6 separate regions of the Mus musculus genome follow, and all the other regions are linked to region 3. Evidence: chromatin contacts called from public promoter capture Hi-C data. All regions are on one chromosome and are shown on one strand. Each heading gives the region's core, a stretch centred on a gene start, on an enhancer-like site or on the middle of the called end of the contact. The rest is flanking DNA. Distances are from core to core; before and after follow the strand shown.

The links. Promoter capture Hi-C pulls out the DNA fragments that hold promoters and counts their contacts. Capture Hi-C pulls out chosen DNA fragments and counts their contacts.
Region 1: a contact with region 3 is called in a promoter capture Hi-C map of pre-B cells. The contact joins the promoter of Emd here to the promoter of Haus7 in region 3. A contact is called at or near these places in 4 of 39 promoter capture datasets (cranial neural crest, erythroid cells, liver and 1 more).
Region 2: a contact with region 3 is called in a promoter capture Hi-C map of adipose tissue. The contact joins the promoter of Dnase1l1 here to the promoter of Haus7 in region 3. A contact is called at or near these places in 2 of 39 promoter capture datasets (erythroid cells and liver) and 1 of 9 other capture datasets (adipose tissue).
Region 4: a promoter capture Hi-C map of pre-B cells shows a contact between it and region 3. The contact joins the promoter of Ubl4a here to the promoter of Haus7 in region 3. A contact is called at or near these places in 2 of 39 promoter capture datasets (liver and pre-B cells).
Region 5: a contact with region 3 is called in a promoter capture Hi-C map of erythroid cells, with 2.1 times the contacts expected there. The contact joins the promoter of Fam50a here to the promoter of Haus7 in region 3. A contact is called at or near these places in 3 of 39 promoter capture datasets (cranial neural crest, erythroid cells and pre-B cells) and 1 of 115 datasets of contacts at active chromatin or transcription factors (astrocytes).
Region 6: a contact with region 3 is called in a promoter capture Hi-C map of erythroid cells, with 19 times the contacts expected there. The contact joins the promoter of Irak1 here to the promoter of Haus7 in region 3. A contact is called at or near these places in 5 of 39 promoter capture datasets (the C10 cell line, erythroid cells, hematopoietic stem and progenitor cells and 2 more).

Annotation. Positions count from the first base shown.
Region 1 is chrX:74,253,057-74,256,897 of GRCm38.p6, forward strand. It overlaps Emd (emerin), which reads left to right and starts at 1,631. Exons shown (of 6, transcript NM_007927.3): 1 at 1,631-1,977; 2 at 2,152-2,259; 3 at 2,397-2,474; 4 at 2,687-2,820; 5 at 3,822-3,841. The coding sequence starts at 1,896.
Region 2 is chrX:74,279,353-74,283,490 of GRCm38.p6, forward strand. It overlaps Dnase1l1 (deoxyribonuclease 1-like 1), which reads right to left and starts at 2,274. Exons shown (of 8, transcript NM_027109.3): 1 at 2,169-2,274. Taz (tafazzin) reads left to right here and starts at 3,366. Exons shown (of 10, transcript NM_181516.6): 1 at 3,366-3,764; 2 at 3,920-4,048. The coding sequence starts at 3,656.
Region 3 is chrX:73,456,713-73,460,777 of GRCm38.p6, forward strand. It overlaps Haus7 (HAUS augmin-like complex, subunit 7), which reads right to left and starts at 2,317. Exons shown (of 10, transcript NM_028633.3): 1 at 2,123-2,317; 2 at 1,262-1,377. The coding sequence starts at 2,227.
Region 4 is chrX:74,367,042-74,371,004 of GRCm38.p6, forward strand. Ubl4a (ubiquitin-like 4A) reads right to left here and starts at 1,507. Exons shown (of 4, transcript NM_145405.2): 1 at 1,375-1,507; 2 at 1,112-1,217; 3 at 660-868; 4 at 1-545. The coding sequence starts at 1,422. The coding sequence ends at 435. It overlaps Gm44504 (predicted readthrough transcript (NMD candidate), 44504), which reads right to left. Exons shown (of 6, transcript NR_103489.1): 3 at 3,810-3,963; 4 at 1,375-1,717; 5 at 1,112-1,217; 6 at 406-545. Slc10a3 (solute carrier family 10 (sodium/bile acid cotransporter family), member 3) reads right to left here. Exons shown (of 3, transcript NM_145406.2): 3 at 2,176-3,963. The coding sequence starts at 3,831. The coding sequence ends at 2,410.
Region 5 is chrX:74,310,320-74,314,552 of GRCm38.p6, forward strand. It overlaps Fam50a (family with sequence similarity 50, member A), which reads left to right and starts at 2,714. Exons shown (of 13, transcript NM_138607.3): 1 at 2,714-3,006. The coding sequence starts at 2,896. Gdi1 (guanosine diphosphate (GDP) dissociation inhibitor 1) reads left to right here. Exons shown (of 11, transcript NM_010273.4): 9 at 71-215; 10 at 319-373; 11 at 468-1,548. The coding sequence ends at 620.
Region 6 is chrX:74,020,814-74,025,231 of GRCm38.p6, forward strand. It overlaps Irak1 (interleukin-1 receptor-associated kinase 1), which reads right to left and starts at 3,108. Exons shown (of 15, transcript NM_001177973.1): 1 at 2,797-3,108; 2 at 2,553-2,720; 3 at 2,253-2,384; 4 at 2,036-2,139; 5 at 1,660-1,851; 6 at 1,372-1,436; 7 at 1,036-1,150; 8 at 130-248. The coding sequence starts at 2,932. Mir5132 (microRNA 5132) reads right to left here and starts at 2,785; the gene lies at 2,715-2,785. Mir718 (microRNA 718) reads right to left here and starts at 3,123; the gene lies at 3,036-3,123.

The DNA of each region.
Region 1 (3,841 bases), core at 381-2,880, 800 kb after region 3:
CATCCACTTATGTGTTTGTTAGGCCCCGGCCTAGTCTCACAAGAGACAGCTATATCAGGTTACTTTCAGCAAATGCTTGCTAGTGTATGCAATGGCAACTCTTCTTCATTAAGCACTTTGTATGTGGTCAAAACTGGGGTCCACCTCCTCACCATTGCCTACTTTAAACTTCCATAGAGAAGTGGCCTGTGAACTTCACTAAAGTGTCATCAGGTCAACCTAGAACTGAGCAAAGTACTCACTATCACTATCACTTAAGACAACCTGTGGGTTACAACCCCTCTGGCAAACCTTGTCTCCAAAAATATTTACATTATGACTCATAAAGTAGCAAAAATTACCATTATAAAGTAGCAACAAAAATATTTTGTGATTGGGAATCACCACAACAGCATTAGGAAGGTTGAGAAGCACTGATTTAAGAGATCAGGCATCCTACACACTTTTTCTACGCGTACCCCTTCTTCTAGATCTCTCCAATAAAGGGCAGCCTACCTAGATCCACATGACTTTGTGTAGAATATAATGGTCATGGTCACTCTTCAAGGCAACCTTTCTCTGATCCAGATCCTTAGTAAGCCTCCATCAATTCCCATGGTTTGCCTCTAGGCCAGCAGTTCAGAACCTCTGGGGTCGCTATCCCTTTGGATCTCACATATCAGATATCCTGCATAACAAATATTTATATTTTAATTTATAGCAATATTGAAATTACATTTATGAAGTACAACACAATAATTTTATGGGTGGGGAGTCACCACAACATGAGGAACTGTATTAAAGGATTGCAGCATTAAGGAGGTTGAGAAATAGTGCTCTAGGCTTTGTACACTTGTCTAGGTCTCTAAGGTCACACCAAGCTTAGAGACTATTCTACTCAGCCAGAGAAGACCTCTCCCCCCAGAATTCCTCAGGGCCCAAGGTAGAACAGTGAGTATGGCAGGTACAAGGTGTACAGATCTACATGCATCACAGGGCAGGCAGGCAGGCAGGCAGGCAGGCGCCCTCTGATTGTGTGCATTGGCATACCCTGGACCTTTGGAAAGCTGCTTGATCCTGTAGTGCTGGTGGCCACTTGGCCCAGTGCTGGCCCCATTTCCTCGCGAATGGAACTAGGCATTAGAGAAGACGACGGTGGGAATGGGCCTGTGCAGGTGTGCAGGCCAGGGTCATGGAGACTGGGAAGACCAAAGGAGATGGGTAGGGAGTGCCAGGGCTCTGTGGGTGTCTATGTTAGGTGATGAGAGCCCTGTCTGACAGCATACAAAGAGCTCTCAGCAGCGTTAGGCGCTCTGGAAGGGTTCGCTCTCAGGATTGCTTTACACTGCTGTGGATCACACTGTGGCTGAGAATCCTAGGCACTGGAACACCGGGGGAATAAAATCAGGAATGAAGCCAGTAACAAAAGTATGTGAGATCTCACAGGTTGGGAAATCTCACAAGCCGGTTTTGGTCAAATCACTTGCCTCATCCCTAGTAAGTTGCGCTCTAAAGCATCCTCTAGTGAGGTCAGCCAGCTCCGCCCCTCGGCGGCCTAGCTCTCAAAGGAAGTCTCAACCGCTGCCGCACGAGTTCTGAAAGCTCCGCCTTCTCCCTGTTCGAGCCAATCTCTCACAAGCGTTACGTTTCTGTTTGCCAGCCCAGCCTGTTCCCTCAGCTAGACCGGTCTGCACCGGCCGTTCTGGCTAGTTTGGGCCTGCCCTGAGGAGCGCGCGCAACCTGCGTAGCCGCGGCTGTGACGCAAATGTGACGGCGGCGTGACGCGCCCACAGCCGCTCTTGAGGCTCTGGCGCTTCTTCTTCTAGGCTCCGAGCGGTTGGTTTCTTGGGCCCTGTCTGTAGGCCCCGGCCGCCCCTGGCGTTCAACACCGCTTCCAGGTGCCGGCCTTGTCTGCCATGGACGACTATGCGGTTTTGTCCGATACTGAGCTGGCCGCAGTGCTACGCCAGTACAACATCCCTCATGGGCCTATTGTGGGTATGCTGCACCCGGTGGCGCTCAGAACCTCTCTTGGTCCACTGCTTTCCCGCGCTCCTCCCTGAGCGTTCTCCCCACCTCTCCCTCCCCTCAAGTCCCCTCCCCGTGTTCCCTTGTGCTCTTGGGGTGCTCGGCTCACGCCCTCTGACCGCTTCGCACCCTGTGTCTGGGCAGGTTCCACTCGCAAGCTCTACGAAAAGAAAATCTTCGAGTACGAGACCCAGAGAAGGAGACTCTTACCCCCCAACTCGTCATCTTCTTCATTCTCCTATCAGTTCTCAGGTGAGCCCTTAACTGCAGAGCCCCAAAGAGCAGCTTGGGGCACACGTCTTAGGGAGGGAGGGTGTGGCCGAAGCTATTGAGGGAGTAGGGGGAAGGCTGGAGATCGAATGGTCCTGTCCCTCCTCCTTCACATGCAGACTTGGATTCAGCCGCCGTGGACTCAGACATGTATGATCTGCCCAAAAAAGAAGACGCCTTACTTTACCAGAGCAAGGGTAAGGCAGGTATAGGGTGGGCACTGATGTTTTTATCCCATGCTTCCGGGATTTGGGCACAGGGAAACCCCAGACCTCCCTCACCTCCTTGTACCAGTTCTCAGTGGCTTCAGAGGGGAGAAACTGACACAGCACACACAGGCTGGGGAGGGAGAAGAGGAGGCCAGTTAAGGGGCACCACTTTTTCCTCTACCACTGTTTTCCTCCCCAAGACTATAATGATGACTACTATGAGGAGAGTTATTTGACCACCAAGACATACGGGGAGCCTGAGTCTGTGGGCATGTCCAAGAGCTTCCGCCAGCCGGGGACCTCACTTGTAGATGCTGATACCTTCCATCACCAGGTGAGTTGGCTGGTAGGTATACCTGGGGTGCAGCCTTAGGGAATTCTAGGTTTGGATAGGTGCAGAGAGTGGATCTTAGGCTTTCAAATCTGGTTAGGGTCAGCATACAGCTGTCGGGTTAAAAATTCTATGTTGGAACCTTCAAAACTATTGGATTTGGGGATGCTCAGCAGAAGAGTATTTACCTATGGTTTCATCTCCAGCAGCACATAACAAATGTTTTGGGGTTTTGGCTTTTTTAAAAGATTTAATTACTTTAATTATACATATGTGTGGCCAATTTTTGTTAGTTTGTGGGTATTTCCCCCCCCCCACTTCACCCCCAGTAATGAAAAATTCCCAGAATTCCAAATATCACACAATTGTAGAAACTATCTGAAACTCACAGAAACACACCTTTGCTAAAAGCATGAGGCAACTCATAGTTAGCTGCTGTGAAGCAGCCCCATATTCCACACCTAAGATTAAAACAAAAACATATTCTTACAATATTTCTGTGTTTCTTAAAAAAGCCAAAATTCCAGAATTCTCACATACATGTCTGTGGGTAGTATGCATGAGTGCTGGCACCTACAGAGGTGAGAATTGTCATATTCCCACTAGAGCTAGAGCTACAGGTAGTTGTAAACTGCCTGATGTGTGTGCTGGAAATTGACCTCAGGTACCTAGGAAGAATAATATGTGCTCTTAACCAGTGAACCACCTCTTCAGCCCACAAACTTTTTTGATCAGAGAATATGTAACAGCTCCTGCACTCTAGTAATTAATCTACGATATAGATTTAAGCCTCCTGAGAATCCAGGGGAATAAAAGGATGCTGGAACAAAGTCAACAGGGTTAGTAACTGAGCAGCAAGGCCCCACAGATAAAGAGGCTCCACATACTCAGAATGGGGGAGGGGGGGGCAATTTTCTGGTCCCTATGATATGATTAGAGCAGGCTAGCCAGAGACATTTAAGGAAAACCATTCTTCCCCATTTCTAATCCTAATTATTCTGCAGGTGCGTGATGACATTTTCTC
Region 2 (4,138 bases), core at 1,024-3,523, 820 kb after region 3:
CACTGACATATCTTGTCAGTTCAGAAATTCTTTTCCATTATTTAAAAAGATGTATTTCACATTCAGTTATGTATATGTCTGTAAGTGGGTATGTTCATATGAGTGAAGGTACCCTCAAGGACCAGACATATGAGATCCCTCTTAAGCTGCAGTTAGAAGTTGTGAGCAACCCAATGCAGGCACTAGGAACCAAACTCAGATCCTCTACAAGAGTGGTAAACACTGCTGAGTGACCTCTCCAGCCTCTCTTCTTCTTCTTCTTCTTTTTTTTCTCCAAGACAGGGTTTCTCTGTGTATCCCCCAGCTGTCCTGGAACTCACTCTATAGACCATTCTGGCCTTGAACTCAGAGACCCATGTGCCTCTGTCTCCCAAGTGCTGGGATAAAAGGCGTGCACCATCATGCCCGGCTGTCTTCTTCCTTCTTAAGGATGATTAATATTCCAGTGTATACTCAGAAACACTTTGTCCATCAGCATTGGGGTACACCCACTACTTGAATTCTTGTATTTATTTATTTAATTACTTTATTTTTAATGTGTGGTACTAGGGATTGAAGATGGGGCCTTATATATGCTAAAGATGTGCTCTACCACTAAGCTATAACTGTAACCCTGTAGTGATTTGTGTGTGTGTGTGTGTGTGTGTGTGTGTGTCAAACTGACCTTAAACTTCTGATCCTCCTGCCTCTACCTCACCCAAACTGGAATGACAGATGTATACCACCAAGCCTGGTTTATGCAGTGCTGGAGATGAAATCCAGGGCCTCATATATTGACTATGTAGGGAGGGCTATACGATGTAAGCCTCATAATTGGGTAAGCACTGTACCAACTGAATCACACTCCAGTTTAGCAATTTTGAAAATTTTGAGCACCTTAGTTTCCTGAAGCAGATCAGCTAATTCATGAAAATTTTATTTTTAATTTTTTAAGGTACACCAAATTTTTCCATAGCTTTTGTGCCATTTTACATTTTCACTAACAATGGGGATGAGGTCAACCCTTATTCTTTTAAGTTAATTGAGTACTGCTGGGTGGTGGCGCACACCTTTAGTCCCAGTGCTTTGAAGGCAGAGGCAGGTGGATCTCTGAGTTCCAGGCTAGCTGGTCTACAGAGTGAGTTCTAGGATAGTCAGGGATACATGGAGAAACCCTGTCTCAAACAAACAAAGAAACTGCTACATACTATTTTCTATATAGCACCTATTGCTAGCTAGGGCATAGACAGTCCCAGATTCAGGAAGGTCCAGTTTGTCCTATCCATATTAGAAACTAAAGCATGAACCTCTTCAGGAATTTCTTTTATTTTTCTTAATTGTTTTATTTTTCCACATCTATTTGTGTGTGTTTGTGTATGTATGCACATATGCATGGGTCTAAGTCAAGCATGTTTTTTCCTTCTACCAAAAGGGATCAAACTCAAGCGATCATGTTTGGCAGTAAATATCCTTATCTGTTAAGCCATTACACCAGCCATCTTTATATCTTTATATATATTAATATTAATAAAACGTGGGTGTGTCTCAGTTTATAACCAAGGCTGGCCTGGAACTCACTATGTAGTCCCAGGCTGGCTTCAACTTTCCTGAGTGCCCTGGAGCCCCTCAGAGCATCTGTCTCAGGTTTATCTTTGTCTCAGACTCACCTCTGCCTTACCATATCTTTTGAGCTCAGCGCTTTACCATGTTCTCTGTACATGTCACATTCTTGAAGCCTGGGGCCCTCTGCTTCTGTCTGCTTGTTTTTCTTAGTCATGCTGTCCCTTTCTCCTCTCTGTTAGTTTCTTCCTATCTGGCTGGTTTGTTCTGTCTTCCTGACTCTGCACATCTTAGTGTTTCTGCCACAGTATCTTCCTAGCTGGCCTTGATATTTGTTTCTCTCTGGTCACCTGTTCTGTCACTCATACTTATTTTGGTCTCCTTGCACTGGGGTGTCTGTTTTGGAATACATGTGAGCACTGGGGCAGTTCTGCACTGGCCAAGCTATATTTGGAGACTGAGACCACTAGGACTCTGAGGATGAACCAGAAAGAATAACTGTTCCTGGCCTCAGCATAATGCTTCCTAGTCTTCCAAAGACAGCTTTAGCTTGAAATTCCCTTTCCTTCTGAAGTTCCTCCCCAGTAGAGACAACCTCCTCCCTTTCCCTACCCGCAGGATTCTCATACCTCCACAGCCCAAGTCGGCCCCACGCCTGCCTCAGCGTTGAACCGAATAAAACATTCCACTCCACAGAATCGCAGCTCCAGCCAAGGCGGGTAAGGACGCGCAGTTGGGTGTGTGTGGGGGGGAAATGGGAAGAAGAGGCGCGGGTTTCCAGACACACCCAAAGGGGCCGGCTCCACAACTTTCCCGTCCCAAGTAGCAAGGCTGAGCGCCACCCTTCAGCCCAGGAGCTGGTTTCCAGACCCACCCAAAGGGGCGGGCCATAAGCAAGGCTGAGCTCCACATCCCTGTCCAGTAGGCTGTGCCTGAGAACTGGCTACCTGCTGGCCCACCCCGCCCATGATGGGTGTTTCTTTTGCCAAGCGAATAGCAACTTGGGGAGCTGGCGGCCTCTGCTCGACGAATCCGCCTGAAAGCAAGTCGAGGAAGCGTCCTTGCTTGTTGTCGCAAACATGCCTACTATCACCCGTGCCAAGAAGCAGCAGTCTATCATTGAACAGTTACCTGGACCTAGGGAAAAAGGTGAGGTAGGCTTGCTCATTCTTTGGCCAGTTCCCCTGCAGCAAAGAGCAGAGCAGAGGCAGTCTTCTCTCAGGGTCCTCAGGCCCTGAACCACAATGTTGGTGCGCACTCCCAAATTAAGTTTGCCTGTGTGACGACTGCTCAGAAAACCCAAAGCAAAGGACCTTATGCACAGGATGGGTAGCGCGACTGACCTGTTCAGGTCCCCACTGGAGTGGCAGTTTAGAAAAATGCCTCATGGCAGAAATTTGTTAGTTCTGGTACCACATGAATACTAGGCAAATGCTCTATCGTGGAGATAACCAAATGCCCCAACCCCCAGATCACTGGGAGAAATAGTACAATAAAAGGCAGAGAATAATAGACGCGGACACCCGATGCCCTTTTCCGGTCTCTGTGTGAGCCTTCAGAAGCATGCATAACCGGATACACATCGGGTGGGACAGGGAAAGAGAACAAGTAAAAAGTTTCCACCAGCCTACGACTTGCGTAGCTTCAGGTAATGGTGCTGTGTAGCTAATGTCGCCTGTAGACACTAGAATTATGGAATCAAAGAGACGCAGCACTGCTTAAGGCGGTTTGGAGCCAAAACCTTGACGGGGGAGGGGCCGGAGCGAGGCTGGCGTAGACCCGCCCTGGCAGCCGTCAAGCAACCTAGGCATGTTTTGCGACAACAGGCAAGGACGCTTCCTCGAGTTGCTTTCCGGCTGATTCGTCGAGTGAGGCCGTCAAGACTTGGTTTCTAGTGCGCATTGCTTTGTACAGCAGTCCCGTCTCGTCGCCTGAGCAGCGGCTCTTCTCTATCCAGAGAACAGTGCTAGGGAGGTGCTGAGCTGTTCCACCAGGTGACCTTAGTCTAGTCCTCTGCCAGTCTGTTGGAGATCCTTCTCCTGAGTGGTAGAGGACATCGGCTGGCCTGGGGCAAGAGGAACTCTGGGCTCCGGGGGCGGGGCCGGAGCCGGAGGAGATGCCCCTCCATGTGAAGTGGCCATTCCCCGCGGTGCCCCGGCTCACCTGGACTCTAGCCAGCAGCGTCGTCATGGGCCTAGTTGGCACCTACAGCTGCTTCTGGACCAGTGAGTGGCAAAAGGCCAAGGCAGAGTCTGTTCACAGGCCTCTGGCCTGGCTGGGGGTTTTCGGACTGGGAATATGGCAGGGGCTTTTCTGGCACAGTAAGAAGCCTCGGGCAGGTGGAAATGACCTAGAGCTTGGGACTGACTTCTCTTCCCAGAGTACATGAACCACCTCACCGTGCACAACAAGGAAGTGCTGTATGAGCTCATTGAGAACCGAGGCCCTGCCACCCCCCTTATCACCGTCTCCAACCACCAGTCTTGCATGGATGACCCTCATCTCTGGGGTATGGTGCCAGTGTGCTGGGTTCAGGGAGGCAAAACAAGAACAGGCCCCCACCAAAGACAGATTGACTTCCCACCAGGCTCTTTTGAAA
Region 3 (4,065 bases), core at 1,067-3,566:
GAATCGGTCAGATTAGAGAGGAGTTTGATCCAGAACAGCTGAGTGGATCCAGCCAGCTACAGCTCAGTAAGAACAAGAAAGGGTGAGCTCATTCAGCAGTCAGTCTCAGAGGCTGAAACCAGGCTAGGCCTAGATAAGATTGCACGGAGGCTGTGAACTTTCTGTAGGGATGACCTTAACACAGAAGCCTTGAATCCTAAGCATACAGAGGGTCCTGTGTTTTCTAATGCTGGTCTCTGAAAGCCTTGAGTCTTAGACCCACTCTTCCCTTAAAGGAATCTGAGGGAGGTAAATCTCAAGACCCCCATTGTTATGGTCTGATCTTCATACTAATAAAACTCAATGGGTGGAATAATAAGAAAAAAAGATTGTATGGAGGCTAGAAGCTTCCAGTACTAGGCCTAGGTTAGCAGACGGAGGAAGTAAGCCCATGAGATGACAATTACATCAGGTAAATAATAGTTACTTTTACAGAGAGATGAACCCATATATAGGCTCCCAGTCTTATTTTTAAAGAAGGTTTATTGCTACACCACCCATTCATTCCTGTACATGCTGCCTGCCTATGCTGCTGTTGTGCTACCCTGGCAAGACTGAGTTGGAACAGTAGCTGTCCCTTCATATAAAATGCCTTGCTGAGCTCTATTTTAAGACACTAGAAGGCCCCTATAGTAAAAGAAGCTCTGATGACTTGGCTGTGCAGCCCTGGCCTTCAGGGTTAAGCACACAGATAAGCTCAACAATGAGGCTCTCGAGTAAGCATCTGGCCTTGAGAGCTCCTAGCTGGACAGAACTGGTTCCACAGAAAACTGCAAGGAAAAACTCCAACAACTTCCATTCCACTGAAAAGGCCTAGGCTGTCCTAGAAGCACTGCCCTCAGGATGGACTAAGAAAAACCTCTGTTCTTTGCAAGTTGGGGTAGAAAAGAAGGGAAACAATCTAGAAGGCCCGTTTCTGTCACTGGGTTTCTGGGCAACGTCCCTCTCTGATCATCAGGTGCTGTCCAAGCTGACAGTAATCAGAGCTCAGTGACAAGAACCACATCATATAGCCTCAACACAATCAAAAGCCCAGGAGGCCTGGTGCAGAAAGGGCTTTCATTAAAGTCCATCTTGTACTGCCAGGGCCACCTCCCCACCATCTTGGTCATGGCTCAGTTAGCTTTCCTGGAGCTGGCTTGGTTATGGGACCCTCTAAAATGACACATTCCCATCTCCCCCAGAAGACACTTCATGGAAAGGAAAGAACAAAGAGCATTACCGTATACACATCCATTCCAGTATGTCCAACCGGTACTTTGAGGGCCTACACAGCAGCTCCATAATTGTCTTTGGTTCTGTAATATACAGGCCGTCGAGGAAGGGGCAGTTTACACCCTAAACAAGGAAAAGGCAAGTCAGAGGAAGCCGGTTACTGTGGGGTGGCTAAGCATTTCTATCAGTTTGTGCCCCTTCCTGGCCTTGTCAAAAGTTCAAGTCCCTCATCTTCACCCTACATTTGCTCCTGTGACTTGCTGCCCCACCACTTTTAAGTGTGTTCCCTCTGGGTTTCACGGCCATAAAACTAGGAACATGCCTGAGAATGGGTTAAGAAGACTACGATTAAATCTGAGGGGCAGTGGAGGGAGACTGAAAGTGATCACTGAGTCAGTAGCAAGGGGAGATGGGAGGGAGGTTAGCAAGGGGTTCAATGGGCCTGGGATAGCTCCCTAACTTTACACGGTCATGCTCCTCACTGCTGCATGTACCTTAAACCCACCTGGAGGTCACTGTCTCTGACCCAACAAAACGGCAAGGTGTTCAGCCCATCTGTCCCCTCAAACCCAACTCCACCCACTTCCAGCTCTTTGAGATTGGGGCCCGCGTTCTCCATTTTTCATGGGCTCCAAGTCCCCAGCCTCAATCTTGCAATGGTCTGTTGGAACAGCACGAGCAGAGGTCCGAGGACTCCAAAGACCTAAGACAGATGGTCCGCAAGTCGCCCCCCCCCCCAAAGCTTTGCCAGGGCCTGCCACTGTGGACCCCTGTGGTGCGGTCAATGTCCACAGGAAGCTCCAAATGGCACTGGGACGGGGCCCCACCTGGTCCCCTATCAAGGAGCGGTTCCCCTGGCTCACAGTACCTTCAGCTTCTCGAACACCTCTACAGCTGCCTTGACCACGCAGTCATCACCCACATCTTTGTAGTAGCTGTCATCAGACCCGGCACCGGCACCCTCCTCCGCCATGTTTCGCGCTCTGAACTACAACTGGTTCACGCCCCCCAAGCTTACAGGCCGCCGCCACACTGCTAAAAGCTCACCAGTTTCTTAGGTCTCTCCGCCCACCAACCCGCGCGGCAGGAGCGAAGCCAACCATCGGGACGGGCGTCACAAAGGCCCACCCTCTTTTCCAACAAGCCTTCCCATTGGGCTGCCGCTCTGTCACTGCCTGCGCGCACCTCAGGGAGCAGGGTGCAGAGAAGAGGGTTGGGCGAGGATAGGACAGAGGCGGGCTAAAGGCGGGGCTGGAGGGGAGAGGCAGAGAGGAGGAGGCGGGCCGAGTAGGACTTAACCAAAAGCTGAGTAGCTCCTTTTAGAGGCAGAAGTGAGGGACTCAAAGAGGTCGGGCTCATCCAGGAGGAGGCGCTCCTACCTTGTTCAGGTTCTCTTTGGCAGTAGATGGATCCTGACTGATGAAGGCAAGCTTTGATAGAAAAACTAAGACCATTTCTCGGCCCAAAGTTCTGTCTTGTCTCCTTTGCACACAAAGTCAGAGGGAAAGTTCTTAAATTCAAATCTGGCTCTGCCAATCACAGGCTGTGTGACTTTTGTTTTGGTTTGTGTGGTCTGTTTTGTTTGGAGAACTTTGAACCAGGATTTGGCTTTGTAGCCCAGACTGACTTCAAACTTGTGATCCTCCTGCCTCAGCCTTCAATGCACTGTGATAACAGGTAAGCATTACCACACCCAGAAAACTTTGGGCCAGTTACCTAACCTCTCTGTGCTTCCTTGCCCTCAAATAAATGTTGGATAATGAGAGCACCTACTTCATTGGTTTACAAATGAAGATGAAAAGAAGCAATCATTTCTATGAAATTCCTAAGGTGAAGTCTGACAGGTAAATGTTCATTGTTATCATTATGCTGACCAGGCCCCACATCTCCATCCTACCTTTGGCTTTCATGGATGCTCTTGTGTCTCATTCCCACTCAGTCCGCTTAAAAATCTCTCTGTAGCCGGTTGTGGCGGCACACGCCTGTAATCCCAGCACTTGGGAGGCAGAGGCAGGCGGATTTCTGAGTTTGAGACCAGCCTGGTCTACAGAGTGAGTTCCAGGACAGCCAGGGCTACACAGAGAAACCCAAGAAACCCTGTCTCAAAAAAAAAAAAAAAAAACTCTGTATCTCAGATTCAGTGAGAGGCCCTGTTTCAAAAAGTAAGATGTCTCAGCCATTAAGAAATCTTAATGGCTGGTGCTCTTGCAGAAGACCCAGGTTTAGTTCCCAGTACCCATGTGGCAGGTCACAACCAGCTATAACTCCTGTTCCAGAAGACCCAAAGCCCTCTTCTAAACTCCTTGAACACAGCATGCATATGGTGCATAGACATAAATGCAAATAAAGACGCATGCACATAAAAATAAATATTTAAAAATAATGTAGAGAACAACTGAAAAAGATACCCAACAATGACCTTTGGCCTGTATACTCTCACATACTCTTCCCATATATATGTGTGGGAACGCGCACACACACACACACACACACACACACACATAGGGAGAGTTGTTGCTAGCAGGCAACTGAAGTCCTCTAACTGGAGAGGTCTCTCAGTGGAATCCTGGAAGGAGGGAGTAGGCAAGAGCTTGGGGGTAACAGGAAAGGGCCCTCAGACTGGCCCTGCTGAGGAGCCAGGGCCTAATTCCTTATAATATCAAGCTCTTCAGAGCCTCCCAATTTCAGCTGAAAAAAATCTGAGTAGAGGAAGGCCTAGAAACTTGGTTCAGGGGCTCCATTCTTTGCAAAGTATTTAGTATTTCTATCCTCCACAAGGTTGCTGCGACCTCGGACCTTTTCTGGAATACA
Region 4 (3,963 bases), core at 257-2,756, 910 kb after region 3:
GGGCCCTGGATAGCTAACACTTGGCCTCCTATAGAGATTTGCCAAGGGACACACCAGAGGGCAGGTGACAGGAACTAGTGGTTTCCTGAGGGAGTCTTTTGAGGGTGTATGCTGAGTGGGCTAAATGGGAATACTAAGACCCATCTCTGAAAACAGCACACTCTTTCTCCTACAGAGGCACTTCTATAGGCTGGCTAGACTTGGACCCTGTCTGTCCCAAGCCATTGCTAGGTGTCTCTACAGTGCAGCCTCAACTTTGCTGTGGGAGGCAGAAGAGAACTCAGGCCATGTACTTTGAGTACCTAGCACCTAGCAAGAGCTGGATACATACCAGCTATTATTATCACTATGAGCCAAACTGCGACATGAGAACACATTTAATGCAACATGCAGCTGTGGCCTGACCTGGGATTTCTCCCCACAATCCCAGAATGCTATTTGCAGAACCCTTTTTCCATAGCCTCAGTCACTTCAGGGTGTAGAAAGCGGCTGGCCAAACGTTCGATGTCATCCAGTGTTAGGCGGCTCAAGGACCTGTCATAATCCTGAGGAGAGAAGACCGAGTGTATTCAGAGAGGCCAGTGGGGAAGGCGTATGCTGCATTAGGTAGGGGACGGGTAGAAACATTAAGAATGGAGGGCCAGCATTACTCTTCTCACCCTCTGTAGTTGTTCCAGGACCCTGCTGGCATCTGCTACACTGAAGTGACGGGCCAGGACTTTGGAGATCAGCTGCCAGATGGGGGTGGCTGGGGAGTCGACCAGTCTGTGGGCAGACCCTTCTTCCAGTAGCACCTTCTCCAAAGGCTTAACAACTAGGTTGAGCTTAGAATTGGGCCCAATGTTGTAATCTGACAGTCGTTTTTCATCTGCCAAAGAGAGATTGGTGTGGTTCCTTCCTCACTGATGTGGAGGTGGCTGGGAAGCAATCCTGCCACAGACAGCCAGAGTGAAGCACTGCAGCATCTGGCTATGGGGTGGTGGGGTGGTGATGGCTCAGCTACTTTTCTGAGGTCCAGTGGCAGCCAGTGCCCCGATCCACTACACTGGCCTGTACATCCCGTCCCCCAGCTTTCTGTAAAGCTCCCTGGATGGCTCCTTTCCCTGATTACCTGCTAGGGCCTTGCCCTTGAACAGCAGACGTTGCTGGCGCACAGGGACATTCAGCTTATCCGAGACCAGGTGCTTCAGTGTAGACACTAGCTCGTCCTCCGCCACCTGATCCGGCCGAGGTGGAGAGGCAAGGGCTCAGCCCGAATTCCCTGGGCGGTGAAGCCCTCGCACCCCCTCCTGAGGTCAGCTCTCCCGGCCTCCCCCACCCGCCCTCGGCCCCCAGCGGCAGGAGTGAGTGCAGCAGCCTGCGGGGTGACTTTACCTGTAGGCTACATTCCCGGCCCTGGAGCGCCTTCACGGTCAGCTGCATGGTGTCCACGGCCCAGTCCACTACGGCCAACGCAAACACCAACGGTCCCCTGCCGCGCGCCGCCGCCCCGGAACCGCCCGCCGCCGCCGGAAGCCGTGAAAGGGGCGCGCCCGCCTCGTGGCTCCCGCCTGCGCATTCTTCAGTCCCGCCTCCCGGCCTTCGCTTCTGCCCCGGCCGTGCCTTGGGTAGAGTCCACCACCTGGGCTTAATGGCGCGGGGACGTGGGGATGCCCCGCCCACTGGGATCCAAGTGAGGTACCTGTGGGGCCAGGCTTGCTTAGTCTGGGAGCTGTGGCTTGAAAGGAAGGACCAGAATGTCAGCCTCACTCCAGGCCCGGCCTGTGCTAATTCCCACCCTGCTGGTGGACCAAGTCAATGCAAACACGTGGTGGTGTCTCTCAGATACAGAAATGGTCCAGTCCTGCCTGTCATAGCTTAATGGCTTTCTACTTCCTTTCTAGTCTGGCTGCAAAAATATCCTGACTGAAGCTCGGAAGTAGTGCTCTCTTCACTCCTTATAGTGCAGAGGTCTGCCCTGTTAGGTAGGGCTGTTAGAGCAAAGCCTTTGTAGATCTGAGGATACAGCTCAAAGGTACATGTCTACCATGTGCAAAACAGAGTGAGGAGGAGAAAGTGGGTTCTGTGCAGGGTCACCAAGCTGGTTCACTGTTCTGGCCCATATCCGCCCAGACACACTCTTCTTACCCCAATCCACAGGCTCCAAGGGACAGACTGGAAGGGACCCGAGCTTGCTTTTGTTTTTTTGGTTTTTTTTTATTGAAATATATTTCTGGGCAATACCCAACTATCTAACTCAGCATGGCCTCTTTGGCACTGAAAGCTGGGGCGAAAAGGAGTAAAAAAATAAGCCTGGATTTGTCTTGAGTGCATAGTGCATGAGAACTAAAGGCCTTTGGTACGGTACACAAGAACTGTGGGAAGAGAGGAGTATGGGGGCTGGAAGTTATAAAACTTGATCCAGAGGGCTCAGGGAACAGGAAACAAGATGCTATAGATGAACTGGCCAATAACCAAAGCCAACATCTCGGAGGTACCACTCAGTGCCACAATGAAAGGGGCCTGAGAGGCATAGTCTGCTTGAAGGCGGCGCAGAGACAGCTGTAGCATGGCTAAGGCTAGCAGGCTGTTTTGCACCCCTACCTCAATGCTGACTGTTCGTCGCTGAGCCACTGGCAGCTTCAGGCAGATGGCCAGGCTGTAGCCCACCAAGAGGCCAACAAGAGGCACTGTGAAACCCACCAGTACAATGGGTAACCTGACTCCCACTAGGATGAAGACCCCCATGTGGTAGGCCAGGAACAGGCCACCCAGGAGAAGTATAAAGCTGAAGGGCTTGATGACCTGTAACAGTAGTTCAGAGAACTTGGGGAGCTTAGATTTGATCACCACACCCGCTGCTATGGGGATGGCGATAAACAGCAGGGTCCCCAATATCTTGGAGATGGGCACGTGGAGTGTTTCATGGATGCTGAGAAGGTAGCTGTAGATGGCTGATGAGAGTGGTAGGAAACCAGTGGCAGCTACTGTTGAGATGAAAGTCATGGAGATGGCCAGGGTGACATCTCCTCCAAGGAGGAGACTGAAGAGGTAGCTCCCTCCACCACCAGGTGATGAGCAGGTAATGATGAGGCCCAGAGCTAAGGCCTTGGGTAGCATGAAGACTTTGGCCATCAGGAAAGCATAGAAAGGCATGACCAGAAACTGGCCCAAGAGGCCCAACAGCATGGGTTGGGGGCTCTGTAGGAGCTCCTTCAAAACTTCAAGTTCCACTTTGCAACCAAATGAACACTTGTTGACAAAGATAAGAGGCAGAAGCAAGTAGAGTATTGGGTTCTCTGAGAAGTGGCCCAAGTTGGTGTTGAGAGCAGAAGGGAGGTCTTCAGCAGGTGACACCCTGATGCAGAAATCTCTCCGTTCTTCGATCAGCAGGGGTGGGGCCTCATAGAAATCCATGAGCTGGAGGTGGAGTGGGGCCAGCCCAGCTAGACCTGAGTGGATGCCTACCACAAAGCCACCTCCACTGCTCCAGGTTATGGCACTCACATTCTTAATGGTCAGCACCTCTGTGTCCAGGGATATAACCTTAAGTATGGGGCTGGGGCCTGTCCCATTGGTCTGTCCAGTGTATTGGCTAGAGATCACAATGATACCCTCACTCTTCTCAGGGAAATCAAATTCTGTCACTGAGCCATCCCCAATACTCAAATAGTGACCACTTGTGTGGCCCAGAGCAGTGCTGATGTTGGCACTGGCCATCACTTGAGCTCCCCATGGTAGGCTGATGAACAGCAGGGCAGTTCCAAGCATGCCTACAAAACCTGTACAACCACCCTGTCCTCCCAGGCCAGGCAACTGCTGGGAGCTACCTCTGCTTTTCTTGACCACCATGGCACTTCACAAAGGATAGTTTTTTCAGGCCTCTTGTGTCTTAGGGAGACACCCTTGCTTGTGCTGTTGGAATGTCCTGAGAAGGGTCCATGGGAAGGTCCTGGTCCTATATTTTCTTCCTTGATAGCAGGA
Region 5 (4,233 bases), core at 1,464-3,963, 850 kb after region 3:
CTAGGAACTACTTTTTGTGTGTGGCCATTTTCCTCTGGTACATGTTAACCAATTGGCTTCCCATGGTCAGACATCTATGTGTGCATGATCTCCTATGCGCACAACGTGGCCGCACAGGGCAAATACATCGCCATTGCCAGCACCACTGTAGAGACTGCAGAACCAGAAAAGGAAGTTGAGCCTGCATTGGAGCTGTTGGAACCCATTGACCAGAAGTGAGAGGCTGAACCAAACTTTATGGGGAGGTTGGGGATTAGGAATGGGCAAGGCCCATTATGAGACTTTTCTCTTCTTTCTTTTCTTTTATTTGCCCCTTAGGTTTGTGGCTATCAGTGATTTATATGAGCCCATTGATGATGGTTCAGAGAGTCAGGTAAAAATGCTGTCCCAGTCAGCCTTGGTTCTTGCAGTCTATCCAAGATCCTCTGCCTGACTTCCGTGAGCCCTGGGGTTCTGTCTATTTACAGGTGTTCTGTTCCTGCTCCTATGATGCTACCACACACTTTGAGACAACCTGCAATGACATCAAAGATATCTACAAACGCATGGCTGGTTCTGCCTTTGATTTTGAGAACATGAAGCGCAAACAGAATGATGTCTTTGGAGAAGCTGATCAGTGATTGCTGACTCCCCTCCTCCAGCCCCTGTTCCCCTCTCCCCAACTTGTATGTCCTTCTCTAGGGCAGGGGAGATGGTATGGCTAGGCATCCTTGTTTCCAGCATCTTCTGCTTCCCCTACCACATTCCAATCACCCACCTTATTGATTTTATTCACTGACCATATCCTTAACCTTAGGGATGGTTTGGGAGATGGGAGTTGGATAGTATCCTCTTTCTTGGTCTGTCCTTGTTCTAGGGAAAGAGAACTTTGTGTGTGTGTGTGTGTGTGTGTGTGTGTGTGTGCGCGCGCGCGTGCGTGTGTGTACGTGTGTGTACGTACGTGTGTGTGCGTGTGTACATGTGTGTGCATGTGTGTGTGCATCGTGCACCCCCAATTTTGCTGTTTGGGAAGGAGTGGAGGAAAAGCTGACCCCCACCCCCACTGCTCTTAGTCCCAAATGTAGTGGCCTTTGGAGATACCCATCTCCTCCCCCAACTCTTAGGTGTTGGAGAGAAGGGACCCTCCCAGCACAAAATTGCATTCCTCCTCCTCCTCCTCCTCCTTATAATTTATTCTAATTTATTAACTTTGGAGTAATTGTCTGAGCCCTCAGCCTTTCTGTGCAGCCTAGGGCTGTAGAGTGAGCTGCCCTGGCCTCTCCCAGTGCTGGCAAAGCCTGGGATGGGAGAAGATTTAGGTGTGACCCCCTCTGGAGGTTGATCTGTTTTGAATTTCTTTTGTGTTGTGTTCACTGAGAAAAAGTAATGTGAGCAAAGCAGAAGGAGGTAGGAAAGTGGATCCAAACCCCAGTGTACCCTGCCCCATGCCTTTTCCTTTAGTGGTGGGAAACCCTTACCTTGCAAAGTGAATGTGTCCCCTTCCCCAAGCTCTAGTATATTTCACAGAAAACAAAAACCTCCCAATAAAACTATTGAAACTTAAGCCTGGCTCTTTAGGTTCTCTGCTTTAAGGCTGTTTTGCAGGACTGGGGCAATTTAGCTTCTGGACTAGAACTGTATCCGCAAGGATCAAGGCAGGTGAAGTAGGTCATCTGGTGTTGGACGGGTCATCATTTACTAGTGGTTTCCAAATCAGAAGTCAGTGTGGAGGTTTTGGGTTCAAGGCTATACTGACCTCTCCGAAGCAGAATAGCACAGGTGAGATGGTTCAATGCATAAAGATATTTTCTATGTGACCCTGAGTTTGATCTTTGGAGCCCATGTAAAGGTGGAAGGAGAAAACTGATTCCACAATATGACCTCTGCACATGTTCAGTGGCTTGTGCACAACATGTAAACAAACACATTTAAATTTTTATGTGTATGGCTATTTTGCCTAGGTGGGTGTGCACAACTTGCATATCTGCTGCCTGCAGAAGCCAGTATCTCCAGGAATTGGAGTTACAGTCAGTTGTGAGCTATTTGAATGCTGGGGATCGATTCTGGGTACTCACCATTGCCTGAGCCATCTCCTCTGCCTCACACAAATTTTTAAAGGAGAGGTATCAGGAGTCTCAGTCCTGGGGGAGCAAAGGGACCTGGACCTAGCCTTGGATGATAGCTAAAAAAATTCAGCTGGGCAGGGGTGGCACACACCTTTAATGCCAGCACTTGGGAGGCAGAGAACAGGCCAATTTCTGAGTTTGAGGCCAGCCTGGTCTACAGAGTGAGTTCCAGGACAGTCAGCTACACAGAGAAACCCTGTCTCGGAAAAAACAACAACAAAAAAATCCAAGCAACCAAATGTGTCAGTGTGTGACCAAGCAGGAGGAAAAACAGCCTCCGTGGGAAGGGGTACACCTGACTGAGACATGGCTCTCAGTTCCATCATCCAAGTTGGGAGCAGCGCGCTCAGCCTTGGGACTAACAGAAAGAAGTTAGGAGGAATGGAGGGCCAGCTTAAGATAGCATTTAACTTTGAGGGTGTACAGGAAGCTAGAGGACCCAGCTCCATGTCACAAGGAACCAGCAGAAAGAACTGGTGATTTCGCATTGGGTATGGGATGAACTCGTCCGGCCTCCTGTGAGGCGGGGCGAGGTGCGATCACGTGTCAGAGCCGCGGGCGTAGGGCAGGGCCTGCGTCCGCACGTTCCCTGGTGGCTGACGTCACGCATCAGCTGACTAAATTGCCGCCGCCACTGCCGTCGCCGTCGCCTCCACGACTTCTCCAAGCAAAAGTCACTGTTGCCGCTGTCGTCGCTGCCAACGCCGCCGCTGCCGCTGCCGCTGCCGCTGCCGCTGCCGCTGCCTCCGCTGAAACCGCCACTGCCTTCGCTGAAACCGCTGCTGCCACCATGGCCCAGTACAAGGGCGCTGCAAGCGAGGCGGGACGCGCCATGCACCTAATGAAGAAGAGGGAGAAGCAGCGTGAGCAAATGGAGCAGATGAAGCAGAGGATTGCAGAGGTGTGGGCCAGGCCGGGGCACCTCAGAGCTTGCGCTCCGCGCGGACCCCCTGGCGGTCTCCTGCCACTCGTCTCTGGGAGACCTCAACAGTGGGCTATGAGTGCCCGGAGGGCGGGCCCCGCGTTGGTGGCGAGACTTGCTGTGCATCTCTAGTAACAGAAGTCAGCCGAGACAGTCTAATCTATAAAATGGGCTCAGTGTTGGTCCATGTCAGAGATGGGGAGCACACTGATGTTGGGTGAGACTCCTTGGCACTCCTCCTGAGTACAGAGCTCCCAGCCTTCCAATGCTTATTGGGAAGACCCCACTTCCTGTGGAGAGGCACAGGGGTATGCCACTGAGTCTCACTCATTACAGAGTACTAGAGTTTCTCCCAGGGTTTGTTTAGTGAGTGGTCGCTGCATTCAGAAGCGCGATACCAAGCTGACCACAGCTTGATCCTTTGGGCAAGACTCCTGAGAGGAGCAGGGGGCCTTAGCTCTCCAGGTGAGAGCAGGCCCTATCTGGGGAAGTGAGAAGACAAACGCCCAAACCAGTCTTCAGTTGGAAGTTTTTTTGTTTTGTTTTGTTTTTTGTTGTTGTTGTTGTTTTGGTTTTTTGAGACAGGGTTTCTCTGTGTAGCCCTGGCTGTCCTGGAACTCACTCTGTAGACCAGGCTGGCCTCCAACTCAGAAATCCACCTGCCTCTGCCTCCCAAGTGCTGGGATTAAAGGCATGTGCCACCATGCCCGGCCAGATGGAAGTATTGTCCACCCTCAACTATGCTTGTATAGACACCTAGTCCTACAGTTCCGGCCTCATTGCCTCATTGGCAGCTGGAAGTTTGCCTCTACTGGCTACTCATTTGGAGGTCCCTTCAGAGTACCTACAGGGCACTTATTAATATGGGGTCAGGCTGAAGAACAGTGGCCTTCCAGAGAGCTGCTGACAGCATCCTGGGCCAAAAAGGAGAATTCCAGGGTCTGGACATTTTGATCCCTCTTTTTTTTTTCCATTTATCTCTTCCTGAAATCCCGTGGCTTGGGTCTCAGGAGCTTCAGCTTAAAGGCTGAAGGTGAGTGGTGGTGGCTACAGATTACTGAGTGGGTGCTGGGCCCCAGCAGGAGACCTGAAGAGGGGGCCAGAGCAGTTCAGGGATGCCAAGAGAAGGACCTCCTTTGGTTCCTTTAGCCTTCCCAATTTCGTGGACCCTTCCAGACAGAAAAGGAAGGGAGGGTGTCTTTCTTT
Region 6 (4,418 bases), core at 1,858-4,357, 560 kb after region 3:
TTCCCATATTCACAGGACTGGGCAGGAAGAATATCACAGGGACACTCAGAACAGAGCTGTTCATTGAGCAGAGGGTCACTGTCTCCCTGGCCATATGACTTTCTATAGCTCTTCTGAGCCCCTCCTCACCTCTTGATGTCTCCATGGATAAGGCTGGGGCTATCCTGATGTAAAAACTGAATAGCCCGGGCTGTGCCCAGAAGAATGTCCAGTCGTTGAGGCCAGGAAAGTGGGGAGCAGGCCTGGGTCTGGAGTGACAAAGACAGAAGCACAGAGGCAGCTCAGGGCAGCTGTTCTTTGACCCCCCCCCCCCAAATTCCCCTCACCTGTCACTGTGCGGCTTGGGGCAAGCTTTATTCTGAGCCTCTGGAGAATGAGGAGTAAGACTGTCTATGACCTAATTCACGAGCAAGTGGTAGCTAAAGCTATACCGAAGGTTTTGGCAAGCACTCTACAGCTGGGATACCAGCTAGGAACATTTCACAGGACTCAAGACAAAATGTGATGGGCTCAGCTCTACCTAACAGAAAGTGCTGGTGCCCTTCTCCCTCTCCTCTCTCAAAACAGTTTGAGAAGGAAGCTCTTATCCTGTATATGTGGTGGCTTGTGAGTATGACATTCAGGCATGGCTCAAGCTTGGGTTCAGTCTGACAGCCTGTCTCCACTGGTCCTCATTCCTCAAGAGCTATATGTGGACTAAATACTAAATCCTTTAGCTACTCTGCTTGCAAAGCCAATAACTCCCAATAGAGGAACAGTGGGGAGAGGACAGAGGAAAGAATTGTATGGAAAATCTTGGGCCAAGCTGAGTGTAATGTAACTCTAGCATAGAGCAGGCTGACGCAGAAGAATTGCCAGCTTGAGGCTAGCCTGAGCTGGGTAGTGAGGTATTGTCTCAAACAATCAAGCCAGTAAAAAGGAAGAAAGAAAACCCTGGGCCAAATCTTGAGTTTGAGGGGGAGCCAGAAGCCCAAGTCCTGCCTGACACAGGCTAAGGGGCTATGCCAATAAAGGTGCCAGATCAGCAAGGACTACCTGAAGGTGGAGCTGATCCTCCAAGGAGCCATTGGGCAAGAAGCCATAAACAAGGCAGTATAAGCCACTCTCTGCACAGTAGCCAGCAAAGTCTACGATATTTGGGTGACGAAACCTGTTATAAAGAGTGGAGTCTGAGTTCTTTAATTTTCTGGGTTCTACTACTTTTCATCAGGCCAGGCTAGGTAGGCAGCACTTGATGTTCCCTCACCCATGCCAGGCCAGGCCTTGAGGGCCCAAGGGAGCCAGATCTTGTGTTGTGCAGTCCTAAAGACTGATGAGGCCGTGGTGTGGCTCACCTTGTGCCCCTAGACAGGAGGGACCCCCAAGGCTCACCTTGATAGCTGTTCCACCTCTGTTAAGAAGCTCTGTTTCACCATAGTCCACTCTAGGTCAGCTTCCTGTAGCCCCAGGCATGGTGGGGTAAGAGGTAGGGAAAGTAGGTGACATGAGCCAAGCTTGCCAGTTGTTTCCAGGCCCAAATCTATGGAAGGCTTGGGGTCCTTGAAGGAATTGCTTGGGGAGGCTGGAGACTGCAGAAGTGAGGGGCTGATGGAGGGAGGAACTAGACAAATAAGGACTGATAGATTGTCTTCCAGGTGTCTACCCCAATGTTACACCTACCTCCTTCAGTCTCTTCACAGCATATGTAGTATTTCTCATGACTGCTCGGTACACACATCCAAAACCACCCTCTCCAATCCTGAGTTCTTCAGAGAAGTTGCAGGTGCCTTGGGAAATCTCACAGAAGGGCCAGCAAAACGGGGAGGGATGGGCTCTTTGGAGGCCAGACACTGGGCTCTCTGGGCTTGACTGCTGGAAGAGACCATGGACCAGGCGAGGACCCTATCTATTCCCTTTGGTCCAGGTTGAAAGCTCCCTTCAACACTAGTTGTCTCTCAGATGACCTGGCTGTGCTGATTTGGGCTCTGTGGTACACCAAAGGTTAAGTTTCTTCCTCTTTGTCTGGAAAATTCCCTGGGGGTTAAGAGACACCTACCTTGGTGGAGGAAGGGGCTGAAGATGGTAGTGGTGGCCCGAGGGAAACAGGGAGTGGAACCTGGAGGAGCTCTGACTCAGAATGGGTCTGGGAGCCTGGAAAAGCTTCATAAAGATGGCAGTGAGAGGCAGAGACCAGCAGCAGTCTACAGCCATGTCAGCAGTCATGGTGGCCTTTTCCTCAGGCATATCAAGCCCAACACCCGGGTTCTTTTTACCTGGGGAGAGGAAGGTGGAGGCAGAGGACTGCAATTTCCGGGGGCTCCAGTCCCCGGCCTCAGAGCCTGCAGAGATGCTGCTGGGCCTTGGGGCAGCGGTGCTTGGGGGCACAACGGGGGCAGGAGGGTGCCCTGGGATAACAAGGAAGGAAAGGAGGGTTGTGACTCAGAGCTCTCTATCTCTAAGTGAAGGGGTGGGGGGGGGGGAGTTCCCATATGGTTCCCTGTCTCAGGAAACTCTGTACCCGTCACCCCTCTTGGGTTCCCATCCCTAGGGTCCCTGGGGCTATGCTCGCTCACAGGCTGTGATGATGTCCCTCGCACGCAGCAGCTGCAGGTGCGTGAGGATGTGAACGAGGTCAGCTACGCGCGCGTTGCGGTTGATCCAGGGCCACAGAACACTGGCTGTGCGCTGCTCGGAGCGCTCGCACAGCCGCAGCTCTGTCTGGTCGCGCACGATCAAGGCCGCTGCGGGATGGGGAACATCAGGCTTCAGCTCCAGAAGCCTGAGTCCACCACCCCACGCCGGCCTGCCGTCACCCACCGAACTGGCACCAGTCGGCGGGCTCCAGGGCGTCCATCACTTTGTAGAAGCGGCACATAACCCAGGGTGGCACCTCGTACAAGAAGTGCTGGGCGCCTGGAACCACAGGCTCCCCGGGGCCCGGCCCCCCGGCCATGGCCGCCGCCGCCGCCCCCGGGCCGAGGCCTCTCGGGGCCTCGGCGGGCGCGGGCCTTAGCGGGCCGGGTCCGCGGACACTGACTCACTTCCCCTTCAGGCCGGCCTCGTGCGACACCCGGCCGGGCGGAAGAGGCGGCGCTCGACCCGCCGCCATCTTGCCCTCCGCGGCCTTCCGCCACACGGGGGCGTCCCGCGCCGCCCTTGACGCGGGGAAGGAGCTCTGCTACGTAGGAGGGAGTCCCTAATGGGAGAACCGAGGTCTGTGGTCCTACACAAACATCTGAATAGGGCTGAACAGGATGAAGAATGACTTCCAGTTCTAGAGACAAAGGGCACGATGTTTTTACACGATGTTCTACAAAGGCAGTTTATGCCAAGCCTGGTGAAAGTCACGGAGAGGCTACCCTCGCTTTAGTTGGGGAGCAGTTTGAGAGCCAGCCAAATTGTTGGTCAGTCAGGGTTAAATATGGGTAACAAAATGGCCCTCTGGCAGACTGTAGTCATTTGGTGATAAGGATGGATGCCCTGAGAATGGTCTGGAAGAGTGTATACCATGCTACTGCTTGTGTGCTAGATCTCCATGCCCCCACCACGCCCCCAGGAACCTTCCAGCAGCTGGGCCAGCAAGTGTTAGATCACAGAATCTGCCTGTGCAGGATTCTAATTAGCTTTCCAACTAACACATTTATGTCTCTTAACATACACATGGTGTTCGGCTCTAAATGTCCCTTTCCTTTTTCTGTCACACTTTTATCTTAGTTTGCACTTCTCTCCATAAGGATAGTAGGGTCTAGCAGCTTCTCCTACCCCTTTCTAGAGTAGTTGTTGGTGATACCACCTGTTGTGACCTTTAGCCACATGAATGAGTGTCTCTTGCCTATTCCTCTACTGTTCTCCATTCAGGGTTTTCTTTGGCCTTTTTGGTCACTATGACACACATCTCAGCGCACACTACTTTCTCATTATGCTCTCTGAAGTCCTCTTCATATGAGTGCACTACTCTTAGCATTAGCCATTGCCACTCACCTGCACAGACTGTATGGCTTGGATAGTGCTCCCTGCTCAGGTGGTCTTCCTCAAGTACAAATCACTAAAGCCCAGCTCTTTAAAAGAGCTGTTAGGAAGATGGCATAGCCAGCCTCTGTCCACCCACCTGAACTTATATACACCAACAGCCTTAAGCCAGATAGAACTCTTTAGATGTTGGGCTTGGTGGTACACCCCTTTAATTCCTGCACCCAGAAAACAAAGGCAAGTGAATCTCTGTGAATTTGAGGTTAGCATGGTTTAAGTTCCAGGTCAGCCAGGGATACAAAGTGCAACCCTACCTCAGATCAAGACCAAACCTGAAAAAAACAAACAAACAAAAAACAAAACAAACAAAAAACCCAAACCCTGTTTAGTAGGTGTCCTGAAAAGAACTTATTCTGTTCTGAAATTGAGTTTGCATATACACCCCTGCTGTAGCCATTCCTGATAAGATT